Linked DNA regions of Zea mays: region 1 is linked to region 2. The links are chromatin contacts, called in public Hi-C maps. All regions are on one chromosome and are shown on one strand. Each heading gives the region's core, a stretch centred on a gene start, on an enhancer-like site or on the middle of the called end of the contact. The rest is flanking DNA. Distances are from core to core; before and after follow the strand shown. Region 1 holds the start of LOC100278914 (GDP-mannose transporter GONST3). Region 2 overlaps LOC541985 (MADS14).

Region 1 (5,864 bases), core at 1,894-4,393, 160 kb before region 2:
TTTGATGAAGGGGAAAAGCATAAGGTACAAATCTGTTTCTGCAGTTCACTGTTTCATCAGTTCGTACCATGATACCATATTATATGATACAATAAAATGAACTATTGATCATTACAAATACAGATCCCAGTTCATAATCTGAGCTATTGCAGTGTGTTGTTTTGTAAATATTTTCTATCCTTCTTAATGCAATGATGAGCAGTTCTCTGTGTATTCGAGAAGTAAAAAAAACATAGGCCTCTCGTTATGAGATGCTGAATTCTTCAACTGCATTTGGTTTAAAATGCTAGATGACAGATACTGTTCATCACATTCCTCGCCTATATAAGAGATTTAACTCCTATAAACAAGGAAGCAACCATGGTAAGGAAGGGAACAGGCAAATCAACAGCATTTGAAAGCCACAAACACACATGAGGATAGTAATATGCATGCCATATTGCTACGAACTCTCTCACATATTGTATTCCATTACGATATGTAATTGTACCATAACACAGAGCAATCAAATTGGTACAAAGGTGATCAGAAATTACTGTCCTCTAAATAGGTGTGCTCACCTTTCATGCATGAAATTTCAATTGTTTGCCAATCCAGCTAATTCTTTAACCAACCTTGTCGTTCAAGGGTAACACATTTTGACATCTGGTGATACTGACTGGGTCTTAAAACCTCTATCTATGTAAATCTGACAAGATACTAAAGTAGTAATGGACTATCCAGAAGAATGCCCACAAACTATGCACAATACAAAATATACAGAGCATTGACATTTTGTAACTCCACCAAATTTGGACCAGCCCCCAGATTGACATCTTCCAATCAAATTTCACACGGTAAGGCTATGGCCAGCAGATCGTGCATATGGTCATGCAAAACACTATTTAGCACTGTAGACTACACTGTTTACAAAATGGAGTTTGAAATAGGAGATGTGATAAGTAAGGCTGCTGGAGATAGCCTAACGATTGAGATTATCGTCACTCCTCACAAATATGTTCGTGCCTGCTAGAATTAGTTGTACTACTCATTAATTTGTGCTATAAAGAGTTAATCACCATCACATATTAAAGATCAAAGCATATTTTCATGTATTCCTAAGGCAACATGTATATCCCAAATAAGAAATCAATTCTAAGTAATGATTAAGAGGCTGTAGCCTGTAAGTGCTCACTTACAAAATAAAAGAAACAGCCTTTATCAATGGTGCTAACAAATAATCCAATATGGAGTAACTTTACAAATCTGAGAAACTTAAAAGAAAGAAATTAAATCCCTGTTTCATATGTTTGGCCATCCTGTTTATCTTCTGTAGCAAGCATGAACCCAATCAAAAATTTCCAATACAAAAACAGCAAGCATGGTAAACGCTAAAGAAGGTCAAACCAAAACAAAACAAGATGAAACAAACAACAAAAGTCAGACAACGAATACTTTTAAAATAGGTCGCTCCACAAAATCAAAGGCACAAGATGGGGCAGCAGGACTTCATGTAAGAATCAGAAGAAGATGAAACTATGCCACCTATGAAGTGTCCAAGCAAAGATCAACAAATACCTTGTAACGTCCAATCCGAGAATTCGCCATGGCTTGAAACCAAAACTGAACACCAAAAGATCTAGGTATGGACTATGAAGCGCATATTTTTTTTCTAAGCCAGAGAGGATGCCCGAGGTGGCAAGAGAAAGAGGGAAGACCAGTATGCAGCAACCACCTAGCAGCTAGCCCTGTTAACTTATCTCGTGAGGGCATAATGCGCTTGTCCATGACAGCCAGGGAAGTCAAACAAGCTTGGGGCACTTCGCAGGCATGTTAGGTTGTTAGGACGACAGGACATGCTAGAAATATCAACGGGACGTATCGTACCAACTACCAACTAGCGCTTGTTTTTTTTTTTTTTGAAAACTTAACTAGCGCTTGTCCAAGTCAAGTAGAGGAGGTCACAATAATGGGGTGCACTAGTTTCTGATAAGCAAACAAGTACAGCAAGCATACCTCAGGAATCTTTCCTCGCAACTATGGAAATTGGACAGGTTCCTCTCAACTACCACAACGTGACGGCTCCAGCACCTCAAGACGAATGAACAAGTCTCACGAAGTGCTCCCTGAACTCGGTGCTAGATCCTCGCAGGCCGGCGCAACCAACCAATCAGTCACATGAAGCGATGCTGATCCTGCTTAAAAAAAAGAAATAAAAATAATGGAATTTAGTAAGTCGCCTCGCCGGAGAAGGCGTCGTATGCTAGCGCAAGAGGTCATCATTGCACGAACTTAACGCCGCCACGGACAGAAGAAAAGAAAATGTCAATTGTTAGGTGTGAGGGCGTCCCGTCACGACCAATGACAGCCACTCCTCCGCATAGTTCGTGCAATTTGGGGGCGCAGAAACGGGTTCGAAAACCCCAGAGAACGCAGATGATAGGAACTCTCACCTTGTCCTGTAGACGCTTCCTCCAGCCCCGGTGAACTCGGTGGTGGTGTGGGGAACGGAAAAGGATGGGGCGCGGGGATTTATCGCCGGGTCTCCGCCTTGTTTTCTGCGCGGTGGCTGTCGGTCGGAGGTGTGAGCCCGGATCCGGACGCTTGCGATTCCGATTGCGAGTCAACCCGCGGCCGCGGACGGGGGTTAACTGGGCCGGCGCGCGCGGAGTGGGAACCTAGCACTAGCAGTGGGGTCCTGCAATTTGGGAATCTCGGAATTGGGATTTCAGGCAATGGAAGGCAAACGAGGAGGGCAGGAGGCCACAGCAGAATTTTTGCAGGCGGGGAGTCGGGGACGATGATGAATTTACAAATGCGACTTCGCTGCTTCTGACCCGCGAGCCGCGCGGAGGAGATCTCGAGGCGCCCTCCTCCGCCTCGGCGGGCTCGCCCGCCTTGCGGGTCGCGGTCGCGTCGCGGGTGGACCTTCTGACTTGTCCGGTTCTCCCAGCCCCCTGCGTGCGCTGCGAGCTCGGCTGCGTGCCTTCGTGAACGGCCAGATGGGGATCTGATCAGACAAGCGAACGAGGACGGGAACGGGGGTGCCGCGCCCGCGATATCCGTCGTCCACGGCGAGGCGGCGACACTGCTAGGTGCGAGCCGCGAGCGGGCATGACGCCAGAGATATCATCATTCATCAATCATCACAGTAAACTTATTACGGTGGACTGATCTGCATTGGACTGCTGCAGCGTAGGTGGAGTGGAGATTGGATTGGGTCCGACTGGCCTGCCGTTTGAGATTCAGTACGTTAAACTTGCTGTTGAAATGTTATACTTGGTCGTTAAGATTTGATTTGATAAAAACTGTCAAAAATCAATACAGAATCGGTCGAGTCGTCGCGATGATAGGAATCCATCCTTTTCTAGCTCCTGAATCCTTTGGGCTACTTCGTCTTCTTCCGTATATAATACCACGATATTAAGATTTTTCTCACAGCTAATTCTTTCCGTACCTAAATTCTCATAAAAACTTGTCAAAAAAGCTAGCCAGATTCTCAGAAAATCTGGTCAGAAGAACAACACGATTGGATTGGGTCCGATAGCTACTGGCCTGCCGTTTGCGATTCAGCACGTTAAACTTGCTGATGAAATGCTACTTGGCTCGTTAAGATTTGATTTGCTCTTGTCAGCGAGTCAAAATCGCTCGCCCAGCTGGACCAGCTAATCGGTAATAGCGCCAGCAGGACGAGATTACCGTTTGAAACCAAACACCTCTGACTCCAAAAAAAACTTGTATATATTTTTATTACTTCTCAATACATTTTATGCATGTTGGGTACACTTTAGAGCCATTTTTCTTATCGATTTTGGGTAGGAAGAAATCTGGACCAAATAATTACTGTCACTGTCCTAGGAAGGTCATAGTCCTACATGCTACAACTCACTTTCAAAAAAATCCTAATAATAATAATTTGACATGGGGCCGTGGCCGTCTACTGCCGGATTCACGCTCTCAAGACTAATGACATAGGGAAAGTGGGCATCCAAATTATTAGGATAAATTTAATATATATATATATATATATATAAACTTAATGTTAATCTTTTCATATATTATCTAACACATTATTACAAATACAAATAAAAGTTTACATATATCGTTTTGTACATTATTTACTCCCTATAACAAAAAGATGAATATATTTGTATTTGTATCCTAAATTTATATCTATCATTTGAGAAGATATATGATAAATTTAAAGTTTACTTTTTATGAACCTTTACATGCTCAATGCTAAACACAATAATATGAATTGGCATAGCATATCCTATATCCTATTTATTCACAATAAAAAGACAAAAACTTAATATCTGAATAAGTATCCATTTTCATCCCTAGGCTAGGGATAGATCTTTACTCGAACTAATGTAGAGGTTTATCATCCTACTATCCTAGGGATTTGATCTCATGCCCCACAACAAGAGTTCTTCCCATCACCAGTATCAGATAGAACGGTGTAGAACTGGGGTCCATAGGACCCATGGACACTCTAACCATAAGGAACTTTCAAACTTAGTTTTCCCTACAGACCTGGACCCCTAAGAGTCTTCAGATATCTGAAGTGGGTATCTGAGGCCCACTGCTCGAGAAATTTGTCGTGACCAAGTCCCGAGACCCTCTAGGCCCTAGGGCCTCCCGATAACATAAAGGAGTTCTCGATTCAACTAAGTATAGAAGCACCAACATATCAAAGAGTATAGTTAGCCCCTACTCTAAGGGCAGAACAACCCTCAAAGGAAGGGCACCACGTTCAAGGTCTAGTCCTCATTGAAAGTCGCCTAGAGGGGGGGTGAATAGGGCGAAACTGAAATTTACAAATATAAACACAACTACAAGCCGGGGTTAGCGTTAGTAATAAAGAAACGAGTCCGTGAGAGAGGGCGCAAAACAAATCCCAAGCGAATAAGCAAGTGAGACACGGAGATTTGTTTTACCAAGGTTCGGTTCTTGCAAACCTACTCCCCGTTGAGGAGGCCACAAAGGCCGGGTCTCTTTCAACCCTTCCCTCTCTCAAACGATCCACGGATCGAGTGAGCTTCTCTTCTCAAATCGAAGTCGGGAACAAAACTTCCCACAAGGGCCACCACACAATTGGTGCCTCTTGCCTTGATTACAATGGAGTTATGATCTCAAGAACAAGTGAGAAAGAAAAGAAGCAATCCAAGCGCAAGAGCTCAAAAGTACACGGAAAATCTCTCTCGCTAATCACTAGAGGCTTGTGTGGAGTTGGAGAGGATTTGATTTCTTTTGGTGTGTCTAGAATTGAATGCTAGAGCTCTTGTAGTAGTTGGGAAGTGGAAAACTTGGATGCAATGAATGGTGGGGTGGTTGGGGTATTTATAGCCCCAACCACCAAACTTGACCGTTGGCTGGGCTGTCTGTTCGATGGCGCACCGGACAGTCCGGTGCCCCTGCCACGTCATCACTGCCGTTGGATTCTAGCCGTTGGAGCTCCTGACTTGTGGGCCCGCCTGGGTGTCCGGTGCACACCGGACATCTACTGTTCCTTGTCCGGTGTGCCGGAATGGGCGCGCCTGACATCTGCGCGCGCAGAGCGCGCATTGAATGCGCGGCAGAGAGCAGTTGGCGCGGAGGTAGCCGTTGCTCCTGAGTCGCACCGGACAGTCCGGTGCACACCAGACAGTCCGGTGAATTATAGCGGACTAGCCGTTGGAGTTTCCCGAAGCTGGCGAGTTCCTGAGACCGACCTCCCTTGGCGCACCGGACACTGTCCGGTGTACACCGGACAGTCCGGTGAATTATAGCGGAGTCGCCTCTGGAAATTCCCGAAGGTGGCGAGTTCGAGTTGGAGTCCTCTGGTGCACCGGACACTGTCCGGTGTACACCGGGCAGTCTGGTGCTCCCAGACCAGAGGGCCT
Region 2 (5,856 bases), core at 2,300-4,799:
GAGATGTGGTTGATGTCATTGATAGGAGTAGTTGGGAGAAGATGTGCCAGTTCTAGATAAATCCAAACAATAGATTTGGTATTGTTAGACATTTTCAATCAAAGCATGTTTTGTATATGTATCTGATGCAATTTCAATCCCTTAAATATTTACATCTAAACGTACCATTTTTGTAGTCGAGCACACAATTTAAATAAATCAACAAATGCATTAAGCCTCTCTTGCTCCACACACCTTAGCACATTTCTACTCTGGTTTGCTTGGTCAGTGGTAGGATTGTAACCAAGATGCATTTTTAATTGTAGAAATAGTAGCTCCTAGCAAAACCACTTTTAGATAGAAATCTTGCATATATTTTGTTGAGTAGAAAATAGAGGCCAGGTAGTTTTTAAGAATGAAGCCTAACTCACCCTCACTTAGATGACAATGCCCTTTAATCCATAAGTTACATAATTATCAAGAGGAACAAAGTACATGTGTAGTCCACTATATTAAAAGCTGGTTAGGTCATTTGACGCAATGGAGAGGTGTTAGGTCCTCTCACTGTGTGGATGTCAGCAAAGCTCCTCGAGTAGGAATCAAGATGATATAGGGCTTTGAATGGGGGTAGACAATGCAGGGATGATGGCAGCACTCAAGGAAGAGTAGAGTATAGTGGTGGTGATGGTCAAGGCCATATGAAAGGCCATAATTTGTTTTTTGTCAATTGAGTGACATATGGACTAATATGTGTTTGGTATGAGATATTGTAACACCCTAGTGTTAATCAGATTACCAAACCTTGATCATGGTAAATCATCATATCCATTGTAACAATCATGCAATGGATACATCAATTATAGTGCTTTAACATCATTTTTGTACTAACCAAACTTCATCTGATAAGCACGTGAAATGCTAAACTCGGAAGTGAAACAACAGATATGACAAAACTCTCACATTGCATGGGTCCTTTGTTGATGCTAGATCGAACGCCATCGAGGTAGTGAGAAGCTAAAAAATCATGCCACCACCTCAACGATGACACAAGAAACTAAAATATAGATGAACAAGGGTCAACAAAGCTATCCTAAGACTATGGAAGGGAAAGGACCGAGTCCCTGCTTATCACCGGTTAGGGTTAGTTTATAAACCTTATCCCATTGGGATCCCCCTCATTTCCCAAGGTGAGCAATTCTTAAGAGTGACATTTGAATAATATATTTAGTTATACGTGGGAAGTTTTCCCTCACTGGGTTTAGACTCCCTTTCTCCCAAACTAGCCCTTAGGAGAGAGGAGGGGGCAAAGAGAAAACGTGGTACATGTATGCTTATTACTAAAGCAAAACATGACTAGTGAGTGGAATTTTGTAGCAAGAGACAACACTGGAGAATTACTAGGAGGGGATGTTCTCACCACGAGCGTGTCACAAGTTCCATACATGTTGAAGCCCTTGCTGCTCTAAAGAGCCTTCAAAGGATGGCATAATTGCGAATGCACTAGTAGAAAATTGGTATATGCTTGGTCTAATTATTACAAGCAGTTTCGGTTATCAAACGCAAATGAAATTAAATGGGTTGTCCCAGCTCAAGAACCACCAATAGAAACACATTTTCACTATCGGCTTTCTCAAGTGTACATCGTGCATTTCTATAGGCGGTTTTCTTAAAAATCTTCAAGCCAATCAACTGCAGGATATAGCAGTAGAAACCACAGAGGCTGATGAAGGCTTTGGCTGTTGGGTCGCAGCAGCAGTAGCTACCGCTGTTGCGGAACCCTGCCAGCAGAACATGTCGCTTATTTATACTGGCAGTTCCTTAAAAAACCGTTAGTGCAAATCACAGTTTTCTTAAGGAACCGCTTGTAGAAATTATTTGAAATAGATTTTTTTGAGTTTCTAAAATGACCTTGTTTGAAAAATCACCAAAATAAAAGTTGTAGACCTCTAAAAGTTATGAAACTTTGTAGTTGATAACATTTTCATTTGAAATTATTTGGGCTATCAAAATTCGATCTGCATTTGACACATTTTAAAATGCAAATTCTACAATATGGAAAAAGTACCAAAAATAAAAGGGGCAATTGTTGTTATACCCTTCTCGAACATTACAATTGTGATTTTACTACTTTTGAACTTTGATGTTACCCCTCACCTCTATTTTGAAAACGAAGCCATAGTTTGCCCTCCCCTTAACATCGTTAGTGAAAATCAGAATTAGTGGTTAAAAAATAGGGGTAAAATCACAATATAAATGTATAATCACAATTAACCCTAAAAAATTAAACATTGTTTTCAAAGTAAATTGTGATTATACCCTTTTCAAACTTTGAAATTGTGATTTTACCCCCTTGTTTCTTATTTTTTAATCACCAATTATGATTTTCACTAACGGTGTTAAGAGAGAGGGGCAAATGGCAGCTTCATTTTCAAAATAGAGGGGTAAAATCACAAAGTTAAAAACGAGGGCTAATAAAATTGGAATTGCGATGCCAGAGAAGTGTATAGTCACAATTGTCCCAAAATAAACTTATAGAGCTTAAAAATTCATTCTACTTTATAGTTGACGAGTTTTTCGTTTGAATTCGTTTACAACCTCAACCAATCAGTTTATACTCGGTTTGTTATAATATATGGACAATAAAGCTGTAATCCAAACACAAGCTAAGAGATAGGTGGAGTGCTAGAGTATACTACACGTGAGAATAAGGTTAGGGTTTGAGTGCCCGCAGTTACGTCGCTCGTGAATTTTGTGCGCAAAAATGCCAAGACTTGCAGTGAAAATCGATTAAAATATGCCTCTCTATTTTTTGCTATTTTTAAAACCATGTTTATGTTTACAGGAAAAGGTTAGTACTGACGATTTTTTTATCTCAACTGCAATTGAAAATTGATTTCTACTAGCGATTCTCAATTAATCGCATGTATAAAAGTTGATTTTATTGGACTCTATTATTGTCGTCGGTTTTAAAAAAAACACCAATAAAAATAGGTTACCAACCGTCACTAAACAACTTCTTTATACTAGTGATGGCCATGGTACGGTTGTTGTTTAGACTGATGTGGTAAATCTTGAGAAGGCGATGAAATCTAACAAAATGGATAGGGGCGCTGAAGACATCATCTTTTCGCCAAATCAGATGGGTCACTAGTGAATCCTTTGTCTAATATGTGGTCCGAACAATATGTCTGTGATCATGTGACGAACATTGTAGGTTCTTGTTCAGAGATGTTTATGAACCAAGTCTCCGAATTTGTAACCTATCTAGTCTATGGGGATCATTCTGGATTTCTGGAGCCTCTGTTAAACTATGTTCGTAGAGGTCTAGGATTGTTGTTTAGTGGAAACTATGTTTTCCTTCCTTTCTTTTTTTAATGACTCGTCTCGTATAGACGCGCCGCACGCACAGGACAGAACTTGCGCACGCAGGCTGTGTTCCAGCTGAAGTCCATTGTGGGCCGGTGAATTGGTATTGGGCTGGCGGGCTCGCTCACTCCTTCTTGGGCCATGGACATGCCGAGTGGTCGCCTCCATGACATGAGACGACCCCAGCACCCAAAACGATTCGCGAGAGCGAGGGGCGACGACTGGCGTCGGCAGTTAGTAGTGTGCCCGTCTGCCGTGTGAGGATGATGACGCGGCCCACGAGCTATGCGCACGGTGATGCAGGCTGCTGGGTAGAGGCCCAGAGATCTAAGCCTGCCTGGAGCAGAGAGCATATAGAAATGAAGCCCAGAAATGAAGACGGTTTTGCGCAGCTCCAAGAAACTAACAGAATACCATACATGTACATATACAAAGTTGCAAGCTTCTGACAACACAGCACAGCACACAACAATACAATACACTGGAGTTCTTAAGGTAACCATTACAATCAGGCAGCTAATCGTTGGTGCAGTTTCAACACATATATAGTTCCGCATACCGCAGGAAACTATATGCATGCATCGACATTATTTGGGGGGCATCGGACCGGAGCATCTCATATCCATCCAGACCGACCGTGCTCGTCAGGGTCCGCCATGTCCTCGTTCAGCTGGTCCATGTAGGCCTGCTGATGGTACCTTTGTTCGCCCAGGACGAACACACGCACTCATTAATCAATGCGATTGAGGTTGCATAAGTACGTACAGATAACACAGTCGTTGTGTGTGGCTATTGGCTTCATGGATATCACCTGAAAACTTACCGTGTCTGCAGGGAAGGATCATTGCCATGGTGCTGAAGGAGTCCCTGGAACGGACCAAGAACACTACTCCCACTGTGCCCGCCTTCCTCCCAGGAGACGTCGTGGATCACATTCTGCGGACTTGTTTCTTGCAGCTGGCAGCACTTGCATGAAATCAGTAACGGAACAGTACGTTTACGTCAAAGTGGGCATACATACATCTAGCGTTTTTAGTTACCTTTTTCCTTAGGTCTTTGTTGAGATCCTGCAACTCTTGTTCCTGCAAAACTAGCTCGGCATTACATGACTACAAAGTTTCTTTGTTTAATTTGGTGCAGATGTATGGAACAGAAGTAAAGGCAGGCAAAAGGTATATATATATAAGCGGAGCTCCTCATTGTTACCTTGCTTTTGAGATCAAAGAGCTGGTCGAGTAGCATCTGATTCTGCGAGCATATCAGCCGTCGTCAAATGCAAGCGAAAGCACTGCGCTCTGTGGAAATATAAGTACATAAACGCGGCCAGGTGTTCTACCTTTCTTGACCTGATATGCTTCAGGGATACCTCTATCTGGTTCTCCAGCTGCTCGAGCTCCTTCATGCTGAGTGGGCCCAGATCTTCGCCAAGGATGTTTCTACAGAATGGATTAAATTAGTAGCACACGTCATCATATGTCCATTAACAGTTTTGGTGCACCTGAAATATAATGAAACAAGCAATCCGTAGTGCAGTACCACCGCTCGCTTTGGAGAAATATTTCTACCTTTGTGTAGTCTGGAGAAAATCAACTCTGGTCCTCAACTTCAAGTAGTCCTGGTAGTTAATCTAGTTTTAGCAAGGAAGAGCGCAATGCAACAGAGTAAGTCAACGTCATGAAAAAAAAGGAACACCCAAAACTTAGTTCTAGAGAAGAAAGAAATCCCGTCCCACTGACCTACTCTAGATACCATATCAGTAGAAACAGATGGCAGGGCTTATCAAATGACCAAGCAGGATGTAGATAGCGTTCACAAGTCATGTATTTTTTGCCAAGTGAATCTTAATATTACTAATTCAAACCCTCCACAAAGCTAGGCAAGAGATTGTTAGCTTATTATATTATTTTATGTTTATAAAAGGAATATAGATGATTTAAACTCTCACAAAAATATATATGCAAATGCATTATTATGTCGAGAAAGGATGTCAAGAACTCAGTACACTTACTTCACTCTCCAGTGGAGCTTTTACTTCCTGTGTGCTGTAGTTGGAGCTGCGGTATCTCTCGAGTGTTTTGTACATGCTGTTGGCACAAGGCAATCAAAGTGATCAGTGGCAGCATTTTAAGAAAACAACGAAATAAGCTAGCAGCACAAACAAAGATTCTTTGATTTCGTCTTGATGCTCCGATCTTTTTCTTTGCTCCTTTTTACAGGAGATTCGACACAATAAACATATAATTACGAGAGCTCAATCGTCATCCTTAATTAATCTTTAATCTTCTCGCATTGTCTATGCTAGCTAGTTGCTAGCTTTAGGAAAATAGAATGCGCCTTTTTAGCAGGACAAAAAAAATAAGACTATATACCTCCCAGACTGAGAGTCCCAGTCCCTGGGTCTCATCATGGTCCAAATTTGGGTGTGAAGGCAGAAGAGAACGTGTGAGCTGTGCATGTGTCTTAGGGCTGGTACGTGGGCTATGAAGAACAGGCGCCTAGGCAAGGCATGGG

What was found. Hi-C and Micro-C count contacts between places; a contact is called where the count stands out from the background.
Region 1: a contact with region 2 is called in a Hi-C map of tassel, with 2.3 times the contacts expected there. The contact joins the promoter of LOC100278914 here to the enhancer-like site in region 2. A contact is called at or near these places in 2 of 25 Hi-C or Micro-C datasets (leaf mesophyll and tassel).

What each region holds. Positions count from the first base shown.
Region 1 is chr9:153,160,815-153,166,678 of Zm-B73-REFERENCE-NAM-5.0, reverse strand. LOC100278914 (GDP-mannose transporter GONST3) reads right to left here and starts at 3,143. Exons shown (of 3, transcript NM_001152036.2): 1 at 2,433-3,143; 2 at 1,996-2,174.
Region 2 is chr9:152,997,339-153,003,194 of Zm-B73-REFERENCE-NAM-5.0, reverse strand. It overlaps LOC541985 (MADS14), which reads right to left. Exons shown (of 8, transcript NM_001320931.1): 2 at 5,354-5,429; 3 at 4,911-4,972; 4 at 4,682-4,781; 5 at 4,552-4,593; 6 at 4,386-4,427; 7 at 4,169-4,302; 8 at 3,728-4,043. The coding sequence ends at 3,962. Among protein-coding and RNA genes, the nearest start is that of LOC541985, 9.0 kb to the right of the region's middle. Within about 2 kb of position 3,549, at least 17 of the 20 cell types and tissues checked have an H3K27ac peak or open chromatin away from gene starts, as enhancers often do. A contact at or near this core is called in leaf mesophyll and tassel, where this site is marked.